Regions from separate parts of the Sus scrofa genome. Here region 1 is linked to region 2. Evidence: chromatin contacts called from public Hi-C data. All regions are on one chromosome and are shown on one strand. Each heading gives the region's core, a stretch centred on a gene start, on an enhancer-like site or on the middle of the called end of the contact. The rest is flanking DNA. Distances are from core to core; before and after follow the strand shown.

Region 1 (6,739 bases), core at 2,981-5,480, 520 kb before region 2:
ATAGGTATTTCCCAAAAGGATCCGGCATTTAACAGTTAAGATGCCCACCTTGCCCTCGAGGGGCTCAAATTCCAGCTTTCTGTCCAGGCTGAGCAGGGTCCCCATGGGAGTCTTTAAAAGTCACGAGAACTGCATTCCGCACAGCCCGACAGGGACAGGCCCTTCTCTGTCCCCCTAGGGGTTCTCAGTGGCGGGGCCCTTGCTCAGAGGTGCGGGCCTCACCGTCACGGAGAACCTGGCCCCTTTTTTAGATCAGGCTCTGGAGTGGAGTCCAAAGCCCTCCCAGAACGAAGTGGAGCCTGAGGGTCCAGGGAAGGAGAAAGACTGGGATTTCAGAGACCAGCTCCAAGAGAAAACGTTGCAGCTCCTGGCCAAGGAAAAGGAGGTGAGATGGTGACCTCAGGCAGTGGGGGGCTCATCCTACCACCGTGACAGGGCAACTGCTAGGGGTAGCCAGACAGCAGGCCTCTCCTGGCCTAAGCTGGGGCTGGATATTCACGGGCCTGGATCATTTGTTCCTAGGCCGTCCTTATTTATCCCAACCCTTCCTCAAGGTTTTACTCGAGAGTTAGCTTTTGGAAAGTCAACCAAAACTCAGAAACACGTTGAATAAAACACATTTACTCCACAAACTCTGTCCTACATTGAGTATCTTAAAACTTTATTACAGAGTCTTTCAAGTAACAAAACTCTTCCTGGCTACAGACACAGCAACACACACACCTGCAGAGGCAGAGTCACGTGCAACTAGCTCCCGCCAGAGATGTGCGCTAGGATCACATCCAGGTGGCTTGTGCAACAGGAACCTCACTTTGGGGTGTACACAACACCTGCACACACAACTGGCCCACAAAAGCACCTGCATGTAGACTACATCACAGATGCATTATCATCAGGCATTTAAACGAACACGTTATCGATAAACTAGTAAGAGAGTCGCAAGGCCAAGCGAAAGCTTGAGAACAGCTGGGAAGGAAGGGTGGTAAAAGTGCCCAGTGAGTAACAGGGTCACGGACCCAGGGCTCCATCCCCTCCCTGGGCTCCGTCCCCAGCAGAACTGGTGGTGACCTTGGTGGCCTCTCCCCGCAGTGCAGGGACCTGCATTCGGAACTAGACAACCTCAGTGACGAGTACCTCTCCTGCCTGCGCAAGCTGCAGCGCTGTCGAGAAGAGCTGAGCCTGGGCCAGCGGCCACCTCCCACAGTAAGAGGGGCAGTCCTCCCGCAGTGCTGGGGTGGTGGTGGGGGGAACAAAGCCGCCTTGCGCCTGATCTTGCCAATAGGATTGATCGGCCCGTGCCAACAGCTACCCAGCCTGCCCCGTTCAGCGTGGTTTACATTGAACAGACAGGACAGCAACCACGGGAGGAAAACTCCAGCTCCTGTCTCCAGGCCTAATTTTCATGGGGTTCTGGAGTCCGAAGAGAAAATCTTACTATTAGCATGAACGCACGCCCGTTGTAGCAACAGGGACAGAGTGAGGAGAGCAAAGGTGCCGAGGAAAAGAAACACAGAATCATCTAATTTTTCTGAGTGATTTTCCGCTTTTGATTATTTGTACCAGTATTTATGTACCTTTCCCCGCTGGCTGTGGCTCCCTGGGCCAGTGACCTTGGCTTAGAGGCCAGGGACCCCTAGTAAAGTGGTTTGATCCTCTGGGAGTAACAAAGTGAGAAACGGGTATAACATGCTTTTTCTCCTCCACCAACCCAAGGCTTGCCACAGGGCTGGAACAGGAAGAAGGAAGGTCATTTCCGCCTGTGTCTTCTCTGACCAGCCCACGGCCTTTCTCTCCTCTCCCCCTCCCTCCTCACAGAGACAGTGTGGTCGATGGCTCCCCGCGCTGATGGTACTGACTGCTATGGCACTGGCAGTGTTCCTGGCCCACAAGGACAGCCTGATGATCTGAATAACTGGTGACAGCTGCCGGGGCTGAAAATCAGAGGCAAGAAACGCCACAAAAAGACTCAGAAGGCTTGAGTACCTTTAAAGGTTTGGGTTTGTCCAATTCACTGAGATTTCTGACTTTATTGTTTTTCTACTCTGCTGTAACAACAAACAAATAAACTTCACCTGACAGTCTTTGTTCCTCAGAACTCTCAGCTCTTTGCTGAGTGACACATCACTCAGAGAGAAGACACTTAAGCCACCCGGTCTACTCTCCCTGGCCCAGGTCCGTTGGAGGTAAACCAACAAGCAGCAAAGCCCGGCCCTTTGATCCCTGGCAGACACTCCGCACACAGGGCAGGGATGGGTACACTTCCACACGCGGGCACGTTACTCGTCCTCCGGCACCTTCCCTCCTTCTCCACAATCCTTCCCTCTATCTTCCATCCAGTGAAAAAAACAACAGACATCTCAGCTAAATCCAGAGGACCCCTTAGCACAGAAATGGAAAATGTATTACAGCATTCTTCCCCAGTGTCTGGTACTTGAGATCATACCTATTTGCCGTCCTTAACAAGAGCTGATCACTTACCGAGCACCTTCTATGCGAGGAAAGAGTTACAGTCAGAGGGCCACAGCAGGCAGGGTGACCACCTCGGAGGAGATGCTGAGGTCAGCAAAGTCATTCTGAGTCCTACATCGAGTTCTAAGGTCCTTCTCCCAAGTATTTAGAATGTCCCTCAGGGCCGGGAACAAGCTCTCTGGGACGCTAAAGGAATAGAGCAAGACTGGTGGTTGACTGTGTCGCCAAGAGATCCGGGCAGTGAATACCCGTAGTGGAGTCAGGGCTAAGCAATTGTCACCTCCCTGGCTCACGTGAAAGGTATAGGGGACAGGATAGCCCAGGAGGATCCCAAACACAGTACAGAGATTCCAGTCTGAGGAACAGAGCCTGCTGCTGGAGACTGCCAGGGACAGGTCCGTCTTCAGTCCCTGCAAATGAGCGATGATCTCAGCCAGGAGGGCCTTCAAGTCCTGAAGCTGGTCCAGGGAGCAGACGGAAGGGTGAGGCTGAGCGCTGGAAACATCCACAAAGGCTACGGAACCAAGCAGCACCTGCTCCAAGTGCTGACACACACGCTCAGGACAGACAATCAGGCTGTCTTCTCCAATCTCAAGAATGTGAAGCCCCCGGGTCGGGAAGCCCAGGCCCTGCAGCTGCTCCAGATAGCTCTGGAGCTCTGCTGCCCCTGCACAGTTGCAATCATAGAGCAGAGCTGGCTTAAGTCCCCTGGCCACAGCCAGCACCTCTCCGGCTAGATGAAGGCACACGGCTCGGGGTGGGCCCCGGCTCCTCCCCATGCCCAGGGTCTGCTGAGCAGCTGCCACCAGCAGCTGAAGACTCAGTGTTGACATGGACTCTGGAAGCAACAGTAAGCATGGCCTCCTTAACTAGTCACAGTTCCCTCCCCTGGGCTGCATCTCTGAGCTCCAGACACTTGAAGAAGGGCCTAAAAACAAAGCAGTAGCAGGGGATTATTAGCACCAGCCAGTGACATACCAGGAAACCTGACAATAGCCTTCCCTTAAGTCTTACAGCATCTTCCAGAGGTCACTTCCCCTCCCTCTGCTTTGGAATGCTAACCCAGCCCAGATAAAACGGCATCACCAATGGCACCCTGATTTTTTGGTGACTTAGTCTCTCTTAGTTCCAAATTCAACTGTCTCTCTGGCCTTAAGGTTATATTTACACTCTCTCTGGCTTCCCTCCTAAATTTTCCTGTTGTAATTTACCTTCTCTGATTCACACCTGAAGGAGGTCGGGGCCGAAAAGAAGCAGAGCACTCTCTGGCAAAATTCAGAGCATTTCACCTAAAACTGTCCTCTGAGACAGAGTAGGTTCCACATGTACTCTTTTCATTGCCAACTCCTCTTTCTCTTCCGGCCAAGAATAGTTGTAAGAATAGCGGTCTGATTAAACGATACACACTAGAATGTGGACTACCAAACATCTCATGTTGAGACACAAAGTAAATAAGTTAAATTGGCTGGAACTGCAAGAGGCTTGTCTTGCAACTTCTGCAGGCCCCGCCTCCCCCTACTGGTGGACAGTCACTGGCCCTCGGACGACAGGCTCACCTCAACCCCCACGCCCTTTCCTGGGCACAGTACAGGGATTTAGTAAATGAGGCAGAGGTCTCCCTTGCACACACAGACGTCCTTCTACTTCCCCTGCAGATTCGCGGGCTCAGGAACCCCTTCCAGTTTCCTGCCCGCTGCCCGGAAGGCCGCGAGACCCTGTGCTCCGCCGCGAAGCTAGAAGTCCCGCCCGCAAGGGGAGGTCCCTTACCGCCCGCAGGGGCCGGGGAGGCGAGGTCTGCCTGCTGCGCATGCCCAGCACATGCCCTGTCCCGCCGCTTTCCGTAACGTCACCCGGTCCTCTCGCGCTCCCCGCGTAGGAACCACCGGCAGGCCGCGCGGCTGCATACCGGAAGTGCTGGTGCCTGAGGTCCGGCCCCTTCCGGCCCGGCTGATCCCGGCCCCGCCCCCCTGCGCCGGAAGAGGAAGGGAAGGGAGTGGACGGAAGGAGGCGGGACCGGTTGAAGCCGCCAGCTCTTCGCTTGTGTGTTGTTTTTAAGTCCAGTGTCCCGTTTGACCAGGGAGGCAGAAGCGGGGCACGCCGAGCAGAAACACCTTTGATTTGTGTCTGGAGAAGGACGCTTTCCCCTGCAAACGAAATATCTCAAGGCAAGCGACGTGTTTTGCGTGATACTTTCACCTGTGGGTGGTGCTGCAAAGTTTTTTTTGTTTTTGCTTTGACCTGCCTAAATCCTAAATTTGAGAGGCTGAGGTCTGAGAAGTGGGTGGAGAAGTGTCCTGGCCAAGGTTTGCTTTTTGTCTTTTTGCCTTTTCCAGGGCCTCTTCTGAGGCGTATGGAGGTTCCCAGGCTAGGGGTCTAGTTGGAGCTGTAGCCGCCGGCCTGCACCAGAGCCACAGCAACGCGGGATCCGAGCAGCGTCTGCGACCTACATACACCACAGCTCACGACAGCGCCGGATCCTTAACCCACTGAGCAAGGCCAGGGTCGAACCCGCAACCTCGTGGTTCCTAGTCGGGTTCGTTAACCACTGCGCCACGACGGGAACTCCAGGTTTGCCATTTCTAAGCACGGTGTGAAGGCATGAGTCTTCACCCTGGACACATGTGTACTAGGCCTGCTTTAGGTGCTGGAGGTACTTACTGCAGTGTACATAACAGACAAAAACCCCTCCTTCCTGGAGCTCAGTTTGGTCGAATTCTGTTTGCTGACTTCAAAGTGAGAAATAAGAGGCAGAGATGCAGACACTTTTTTTTGTTGTTGTTGTCTTTTTAGGGCTGCACCCGTGGCATATGGAAGTTCCCAGGCTATGGGTGGAATCATAGTTATAGCTGCCAGCCTCCCCCACAGCCACAGCAATGTGGGATCTGAGCGGTGTCTTTGACCTACACCACAGCTCACAGTAACGCTGGATCCTTAACCCACTGAGCGAGGCCAGGGTTCGAACCCATGTTTTCATGGATACTAGTCGGGTTTATGAACCGCTGAGCCACAACGGAACCCCCTAAACACTTTTCAATCAAATCATCAGGTAAAAACAGTTATTTCACTGAAAGTTTAACTTCTTTACCAGCATTATGACCCATCTCACAGAGGGAAAGAATTTCTTGAAAAAATTTGTCTCTGAATAAATGGCCGAAGTTCATTGATAGATAATAAATAGGCAAAGGCTAAGGGAACTGCAGGCGCCTACACAGGCTCCATCTTAGTAGTATCTGCAGACTGTGTAGAGACCCCTGAGGAATAAAGGTGGGGCCAGCCTGCAAGGAGGGCAAGCTTGTAGGGGCTCCCATTCTAACCCTGGTTCTTAACTCAGAGGGACTCAGAAGCAGAGACTAGAAGCTAATTTTAGGACTTTTTTCCTTCCCCATATTTATTTTAATTTCTCACAGTAGTTAGCAGTCAGTCCCTAAAATGACTTAGTTCATTTATTCTAACCATAAATATCTGAGAACACACTAGGTACCAGACACTGTGCTAAGAGCTGGCAGCAAAGTCCAAGACAAACAGTCCCTATCTTCAGCAAGTTTACAAACTTGAAGTAGTCAGGCAGGACACGAATGCTGAACAATTGCAAGGGAATTGATTATTCTGAAAGAGGAAGTATAGGGTGCTATGGGAACATATAGCCAGGGACCTAACTATATGGGTGAGAGGCCAGCCTAGATCCAAGCCTTGCCCTCCCCATTTATGCCTACAACTAATCTAGTTCAGTGGGGTGGACAGTGACAAAAACAAAAAGCTGGTGACACACCTAACTCCCTTCCCAGCCCTAAGCAAGGTGAAGGCAAGGAAGTTAAAAACACCAAGGGAGTGAGTGGTGTCGCCACCAAAGGGGAGAGCCGACTGAGTCTCCAAGAAAGGATACCTGGCATCAGGACCAGAGAGGGAGCCCTGCGTGCACTCTGCCAGTGTTCTGAAAAGGACGGGGATGGGGAAAGAAGAAACTGCTATTTTTTTTTTTTTTTTTTTTTTTTTTTGTCTTTTTGCCATTTCTTGGGCCGCTCCTGCGGCATATGGAGGTTCCCAGGCTAGGGGTCGAATCGGAGCTGTAGCTGCCAGCCTACGCCAGAGCCACGTCTGCGACCTACACCACAGCTCACGGCAATGCCGGATCGTTAACCACTGGCAGGCAGCGATCGACTGCAACCATGTCTCGTCAGATCGTTAACCACTGCACCACAACGAGAACTCCGAAACTGTGCTATTAAGACCGCATAACCACTCATCCGTTCCTCTGAGCATAAACTTGTCA
Region 2 (6,901 bases), core at 2,757-5,256:
GAGTTCCTGTTGTGGCTCAGTGGTAACGAACCTGACTAGTATTCATGAGGATGTGGGTTTGATCCCTGGCCTTGTTCAGTTGGTTAAGGATCCAGCGTTGCCCTGGGCTATGGTGTAGGTTGCAGATGTGGCTCAGATCCGGCTTTCCTGTGGCTGTGGTGTAGGCCAGCAGCTGCAGCTCCAATTGGACCCATAGCCTGGGAACCTCCATATGCCATGAGGGCAGCCTTAAAAAAGAAAAATATGTATATTGTATATAATCTGCCTCATGAAGACTTCCATTCTTTGTTTTCTTTTTTCTTTTTTAAATTTTAATTTTTTGGCAGTGACTGCAGCATGCAGAAATTCCCAAATCGATGTCACAGCAGCAACCCAAGCCACAGCAGTGACAACGCTGGATCCTTAACCCACTGAGCCACCAGGGAATTGCCTCTTTTTTCCTTCTTAGAATGCACTTCAAATGAAATGGAAGCTTACTATTAGAGTCAGTATTTTTCTCAACATTGTCTATAGTTTTAGTTCTCGGGAGGTTGAACTGGGGTTATGCTCTAATTCTCCCATTCTGTTCTCTTGTAATAATAGTAAGCAGAAATCCTCTTAAAAGGAAATTCATGATAATCTATATAAATGCACATGTGATGCAAATCTGAACATAACCCATTTGATAATAATGTCCTTTCAGAAAAATGCTTTACAATGAAACCTGCATAATGTTAATATAAGATATAAATTCTGTTAATTGTCCTGTAACGGTGATGCTCATATTCACATCATCTACCAAAAAAATCAAATGAGCTGTTTATTAGCAGAAGACAGAATGACTTGGAGTTCCCGCCATGGCTCAGTGGTTAACGAATCCAACTAGGAACCATGAGGTTGTGGGTTCGATCCCTGCCCTTGCTCAGTGGGTTAAGGATCTGGCGTTGCCGTGAGCTGTAGTATAGGTCACAGATGCGGCTCGGATCCCTCGTTGCTGTGGCTGTGGTGTAGGCCGGCGGCTACAGCTCTGATTAGACTCCTAGCCTGGGAACCTCCATATATGCCACGGGAGTAGCCCTAGAAATGGCAAAAATACAAAAAAAAAAAAAAGACAGAATAACTTGTATTAGTCAACTGAAACTCATCATGGCCTTCCATTATCTTGCTTAATTCTGTCCAAAGCAACTGAATGCAGTATTTCCAACAAGTTTACAATTCTTAATAAAAATCCAATAATGGGAGTTTCCACTGTGGTTCTATAGGATCAGCGGCATCTCTAGAGTGCTGGGACATGCTGGATGTTTGTGCCTGAAATTTCACAATTAGAAATTCACTCCTTTATCTTTAAGCCTTTATCAGTTAAGTCTGAACAACCATTTGTGCCTGTGTTGAATCAGTATAATTTCTCTTTCTCACAGTTGAATTTACAAAGAAGTGTTGGCTTGCTTAATCCCTCCTAAGCACCAGTCCTGCATCTGGAAAGTGGCTCCCAGGTGCTCAGGGCTGCCTGTCTAGACTGCTCAGGCTACTCAGGCCCCACTAACCGAGAGAGCTGGAGAGAAAACATGACCAGTGAAGGCAGTTGATGCATGACTTCAGTCTTGACAATGAAGGCAATTCTGACACTTGCTGCAAGGTTAAGGCGTGAGGGCCTTATGTTAAGTGAAACAAGTCACTGACAAAAGGACAAATGCTATATGATTCCATGTATATGAGGGATCCAGGTAGTCACATTCATAGAGACAGAAAGGAGAATGGTAGCTTCCAGGGAATTCGGTGCTGGGGAGTTTCTGTCTAATGGGGACAAAATTTTAGTGTTGTAAGATGAAGAGAGTCTGGCGTGGCACAGCAATGTGAACGTACTTAGATTCAGAACTGGTTATGACGGGGAGGTCTCATCATGGCTCAGCGGAAATGAACCTGACTAGTATCCATGAGGACATAGGTTCAATCCCTGGCCTCGATTCAGTGGGTTATGGATTCCGCATTGCCGTGAGCTGAGGTGTAAGACGCAGATGCAGCTCGGATCCCATATTGCTGTGGCTGTGGTGTAGGCCGATGGCTACAGCTCTGATTAGACCCCTAGCCTGGGAACCTCCGTATGCCATGGGTGCGGCCCTAAAACAACAACAACAAAAAAAGGTTACGATGGTAAATGTATTATGTACATTTTACTACAAATTTTTAAAAAAGTCTATGCTGGTAAGCTTATCTCTTTTATTTATTTATTTATTTATTTTATTTTGTCTTTTTTAGGGCTGCGTCCACAGTGTATGGAGGTTCCCAGGCAAGGGGTCTAATCCGAGCGACAGCTGCAGGCCTACACCACACCCACAGCAACAGCAGGATCTGAGCTGCGTGTGACCTACACCACAGCTCACCGTAATGCCGGATCCTTAACCCACTGAGCCAGGCCAGGAATGGAACCCGCAACCTCATGGTTCCTAGTCAGATTCACTTCCGCTGTGCCATGATGGGAGCTCCCTTATCCCCTTTTCGAATGTAATCTGAAGGGAAAAAAACCCAAGGCTTTACATAATTTGCTAATTTTAAAAAATATTTAAGGCATTTTAACTACTGTATGGTTATGTGAGTGACTAAGCTGATAAATTCATCATAGAAATATTTGCTAAGGATAATTTCTAGGTTAACAGATAACATGCAGAATTGGTTAAGGTGTTTATATTTAGAGAAAATGTTTAAGGAGCTTTTAATATTTAGATAGTTTCAGCATTCAGTACATAGTTGTGCAAATGTAAGATGCTAGAGATTGTTAAACTGATATTATAAGAAAAGTCTTGTTTTTGGGGGGTGTCGAATTAAGATTTTTCTATTATAAAATTAATTTATGCTTAATAAAAATGTGGAAAATCAAGAATAAAGTCCCACCACCCAAATTTAACCTTATTTGCTTTCCAGTCATTTTTTTCATGCACAGCTTTAAAAATATTTAGTTATGCTCACATTACATATGGATGGTAACCATTATGAAAGGTTGCATATATAATAGATCATAGAATGTATAACTTTTAGTTTAATTTACACTTTATTTTTGGGAAATTAGGGAATTTCAAGGATATCCCCCCCATTATCACATATTTTGGTACATCGTAGTATATTTTTCTTTTTTTGCTTTTGAGGGCCATACCTGCAGCACATGGAGGTTCCCAGGCTAGGGGTCTAATTGGAGTGACAGTTGCTGGCCTACGCCACAGCAATGCCGGATCTGAGCTGCATCTGTGATCTACACCACAGCTCATGCAACACTGGATCCTTAACCCACTGAGCAAGGCCAGGGATTGAACCCACAACCTCATGGTTCCCAGTCAGATTCTTTTTCTGCTGCGCCACAACGGGAACTCCCATTTTTCTTATGATGGTATTAATTTAAATGATATAAATTAAAATTGAATCTTTATAAAGAGTATTTTCTACATTATTTCCTTTGGATTTATTTCCGTAAACAAAATTCAGAATCAAAAGGCTGGAGTTCCCGTCGTGGCGCAGTGGTTAACGAATCCGACTAGGGACCATGAGGTTGCGGGTTCGGTCCCTGCCCTTGCTCAGTGGGTTAACGATCCGGCGTTGCCATGAGCTGTGGTGTAGGTTGCAGACGCAGCTCGGATCCCGCGTTGCTATGGCTCTGGCGTAGGCCGGTGGCTACAGCTCCGATTAGACCCCTAGCCTGGGAACCTCCATATGCCTCGGGAGCGGCCCAAGAAATAGCAACAACAACAAAAAGACAAAAAAAAAAAAAGAAAAAAAAAGAAAAAAGAATCAAAAGGCTTAAGCATTAAGGGTTTTCATAATTGTAAGGATTTTGATACTGCCAAATTGCTTACCTACTAAAAAGTGTATACATGCTATCACGCAGCACTCTTGCCAGCCTTTAATGTCATTTATTAATTCCTGCCAATTTTATACGTGAAAAATTGTATTCTTATTGTACTTGGCACTTCTTTGAGCTTTTTGCAATATATCTGTTTCCTAACTGTATATTCAGCTTTGTTTAAATTCACCTCTTGCTCATCTAGGATTGGCTTCTGTTTCTTATTAATTGTATTTGATCTATATACAATAAAAAATAACACTGTATCATAGTTCCTGCAAATACTTTCCCCGGTGTATTACTTCTTAATTTTGACTATGTTTATTTGATTGATGCTCCTAATTTACCTATGATTGAATCTGCCTTATTTTCATTTGCGTTTTCCAGTGAATGTGTTGTGTGTGCCAAAAGGGGTTAAATGTAAATGACCTTGAACCTACGTTATTGTCCAACGGTGTCATTAGGAAATAACAGAGGAGCTGTTATCTCATTTCCCACCCTGGGTCTGACGGTACCCTGGGCTGAGCTTTTCCTCAGCCATCATCCCCTCCGCTGAAGGCTGCCTGCCTGCAAAGGTTGCCAGATCAAATACAATTTGAATTCCTTCTTTTTTTTTTTAAGCATCAGTATGTCCCCAATACTGCATGAACCACACAGATGCTAAAGATTTCATTTGTGGTTCATCTGAAATCCAATTTTAATTGGGCAGCCTGTATTTTTATTTACTACATCTGGCACTCCTGCTTGGGGTTAGTTTATTAACACCTGCTTACTTAACGCCATCCTGTACCACGCATCGGGGTTGGGGATGGGGGGGGAGCTGAAAAGAGAAACTAGTTCCTGTTCTCAGAGTGTTTGTACTCCGGTTTCCCAGAGAATTTTGTATTAGAAAAATAATCTCCTAGACTACTTCGGTGACTGCTAGAATAAACTTAAGAGCGCAGCCTCTGTTTTCCTGCTGCCCAATGCAGTTAGCCCCATTTACATGATCATAGACTCCACCTGAGGCACCCTTCCCCTGGGGCGTCTCTGCTTCTTTTGGTTTAAAGAGGGATCCGAGTGCCAGGAGTTTTAACAAGTGCCCAGGTGATTCTGGCAGGCTTGACACTGGAGGCCTCGGAGTAACACCTGACATAAAGTCATGGCCCAAGCTACATCCGCAGAGGCGGCTTCAGATCTTCCACTCTTTTACAGCCCATTCAGAATCGCCGAGACACGTTTTGCGGTGCTGCTGTCTTTGTAAGTTGCTTTACCGTTCATCTAGCTCATCCCATTTGGTCTTCACTCTAATTCTCCGGGAAAGCAGGAAAGCTTATTTCCGCCTTACAGAGGAGGACTGGGAGGTTCACGGGGGCTAAGTTCACACAGCAAGCTCCAGAAGCCCGCCCCCTTTCCACCCCACGGAACTTCATCCTTTCGCCTGCAAAACCTACGTGGGGACCCCAGGAGCTGGATTTCAGGTGACTTCCGCTCCCAAACCTGCTGGCAGCCCCAGGCCTGCAATCAACAAAACAGGGGGTGCAAAGGTCCGCGCGCTCCCGGGCGCAGGCAGCGGGGCTGGCGGATCGGCGCCGGACGCCGCGGGCGCGGAGAGGCGGGCCGCCCCCCGCGCCTCCGCTCCAGCCGCGCGGCCTGTTCGCCGCGGCTCCCGGGGCGCCGCCTGCCCGTGAGCCCCGCGGCCCGAAGCGGCGCGCGCGCGCGCGGGCACGGGGGCGGGGACGTGCTCCGAGGCCGCGCGCGCGGCTGCTCCTCCAACCGCTGCTCCGGGGGAAGAGGGCGGCTTCCCGGGACGCCACCGCCTCCGCCGCCGCCGCGGCCGCCGGGACTCGGAGGTGCTGGGAGGGTTGTTAGAACTCGGGTCGCGTGTGAACATCGCCGCCGCCGCCGCCCGGGACAGCCCGGAGGTTGGTAGCTGGTGGCTGTAGCGGGTCCCCGGGAAGTTGGGTGTAGACTTCTGGCTTCGATGTACTCGGTTGAAAAAAAGAAACGTCCAAGACGCTTTCCGTTTCCCATTCCAGCTCCTACGTGCGCGCCCGGGGGCGGGGCAGGGGAAGCGCGGTGGAGACAAAGGCGGCGGGGGCCGTGCGCCCGGGTCTAGGGCCCATCCCCTCCCGCCCGCGTCCGCTCTCCCCAGTTTCTGGGACTGTTGCGGGCACGTGTGAACTCTGGTTCCCTTGGCGATCTTAGAAGTGCGTTTGCCTGACTGCTGCGGCTCCAGTGACCACCTCCCCCACCCCGAAGTCAAAGACTTCTTTTGCTTTCTACTCTCTGGACTCAGTTTCCCTCTTCTCTCCGCGTATCCTCTAGGAGATAGCGGTTTTTACGTGGAAAGGCCCTCCTCGCTGCAGTCCCTACCAAAGTGGGCGGTTCTAAGGACGGCTTTGACCTTAAGGAATGTGCCGCTTCTTGTATCGTGGCCCTTGGATCAGGGCAGTCGCGCCAGCGAGTTAGCATCTTTGGTGGTTTGCTTTACGTGGGGGTGAGAGTCGTAGTTTCTGTTCCCTTCTGATTGGTACTCTTCCTTCGTTCGCAGAGGTTACACCCAGGTGATAGGTGTTCTGGGACCAGGAGAGGGGAGGGGAGGGGAGGGGAGGCTGTCCCGAGGAGCGTGGGGGAGGGTTATACTGGAATGTGAAGAATGAGTTCGATTTTTTCACGTTCCATCTTTCCTGTACTTTTTCTCCCGCCTTTCTCAGTGGCAGCCCCTAACTGTGATTAGATGTTGAATAAGAGTAAATTCTGACCTGAAAGATCGAACTAGCAGTAAGAAGGACGATGTGTCCTGTCAGGTGCTTTAAATCCATTATTTCTAAACCTTGCAAAATAACTGGGAAGAATAGGTAACGTAAGCCCTTTTCACAGCAGAAGAAAGGCTTAGAGGAGATGCTAAAGCCACAGAGAGTAAATGTTGGGGTCAGGTTGTGCACCCCTCTTTCTGGGTAAAGCCGATGCTTTATCTGCTGTCGACGTTGCTCCCTCCTTGGGAAGTAGGTTGTGTAGACCAACTCGGAGTGAAGGCCAAGTCTCTAGGGAGGGCAGTCATTTTTGTGGGTGGCTGGATGTTGGTGGGGATTCTGTAGATAAAGTCAGGGA

Evidence for each region. A called contact is a pair of places that touch in the nucleus more often than the background predicts.
Region 1: a Hi-C map of liver shows a contact between it and region 2, with 5 times the contacts expected there. The contact joins the promoter of C9H1orf74 here to the promoter of HHAT in region 2. A contact is called at or near these places in 1 of 5 promoter capture datasets (liver) and 1 of 47 Hi-C or Micro-C datasets (liver).

Annotation. Positions count from the first base shown.
Region 1 is chr9:133,185,362-133,192,100 of Sscrofa11.1, reverse strand. C9H1orf74 (UPF0739 protein C1orf74 homolog) reads right to left here and starts at 4,230. Exons shown (of 3, transcript XM_021063892.1): 1 at 4,026-4,230; 2 at 2,479-3,397. The coding sequence starts at 3,302. The coding sequence ends at 2,511. TRAF3IP3 (TRAF3-interacting JNK-activating modulator) reads left to right here. Exons shown (of 15, transcript XM_021063884.1): 13 at 252-385; 14 at 1,090-1,203; 15 at 1,816-2,081. The coding sequence ends at 1,908.
Region 2 is chr9:132,665,172-132,672,072 of Sscrofa11.1, reverse strand. It overlaps HHAT (protein-cysteine N-palmitoyltransferase HHAT), which reads left to right and starts at 4,006. Exons shown (of 13, transcript XM_013979981.2): 1 at 4,006-5,047. The coding sequence starts at 4,950.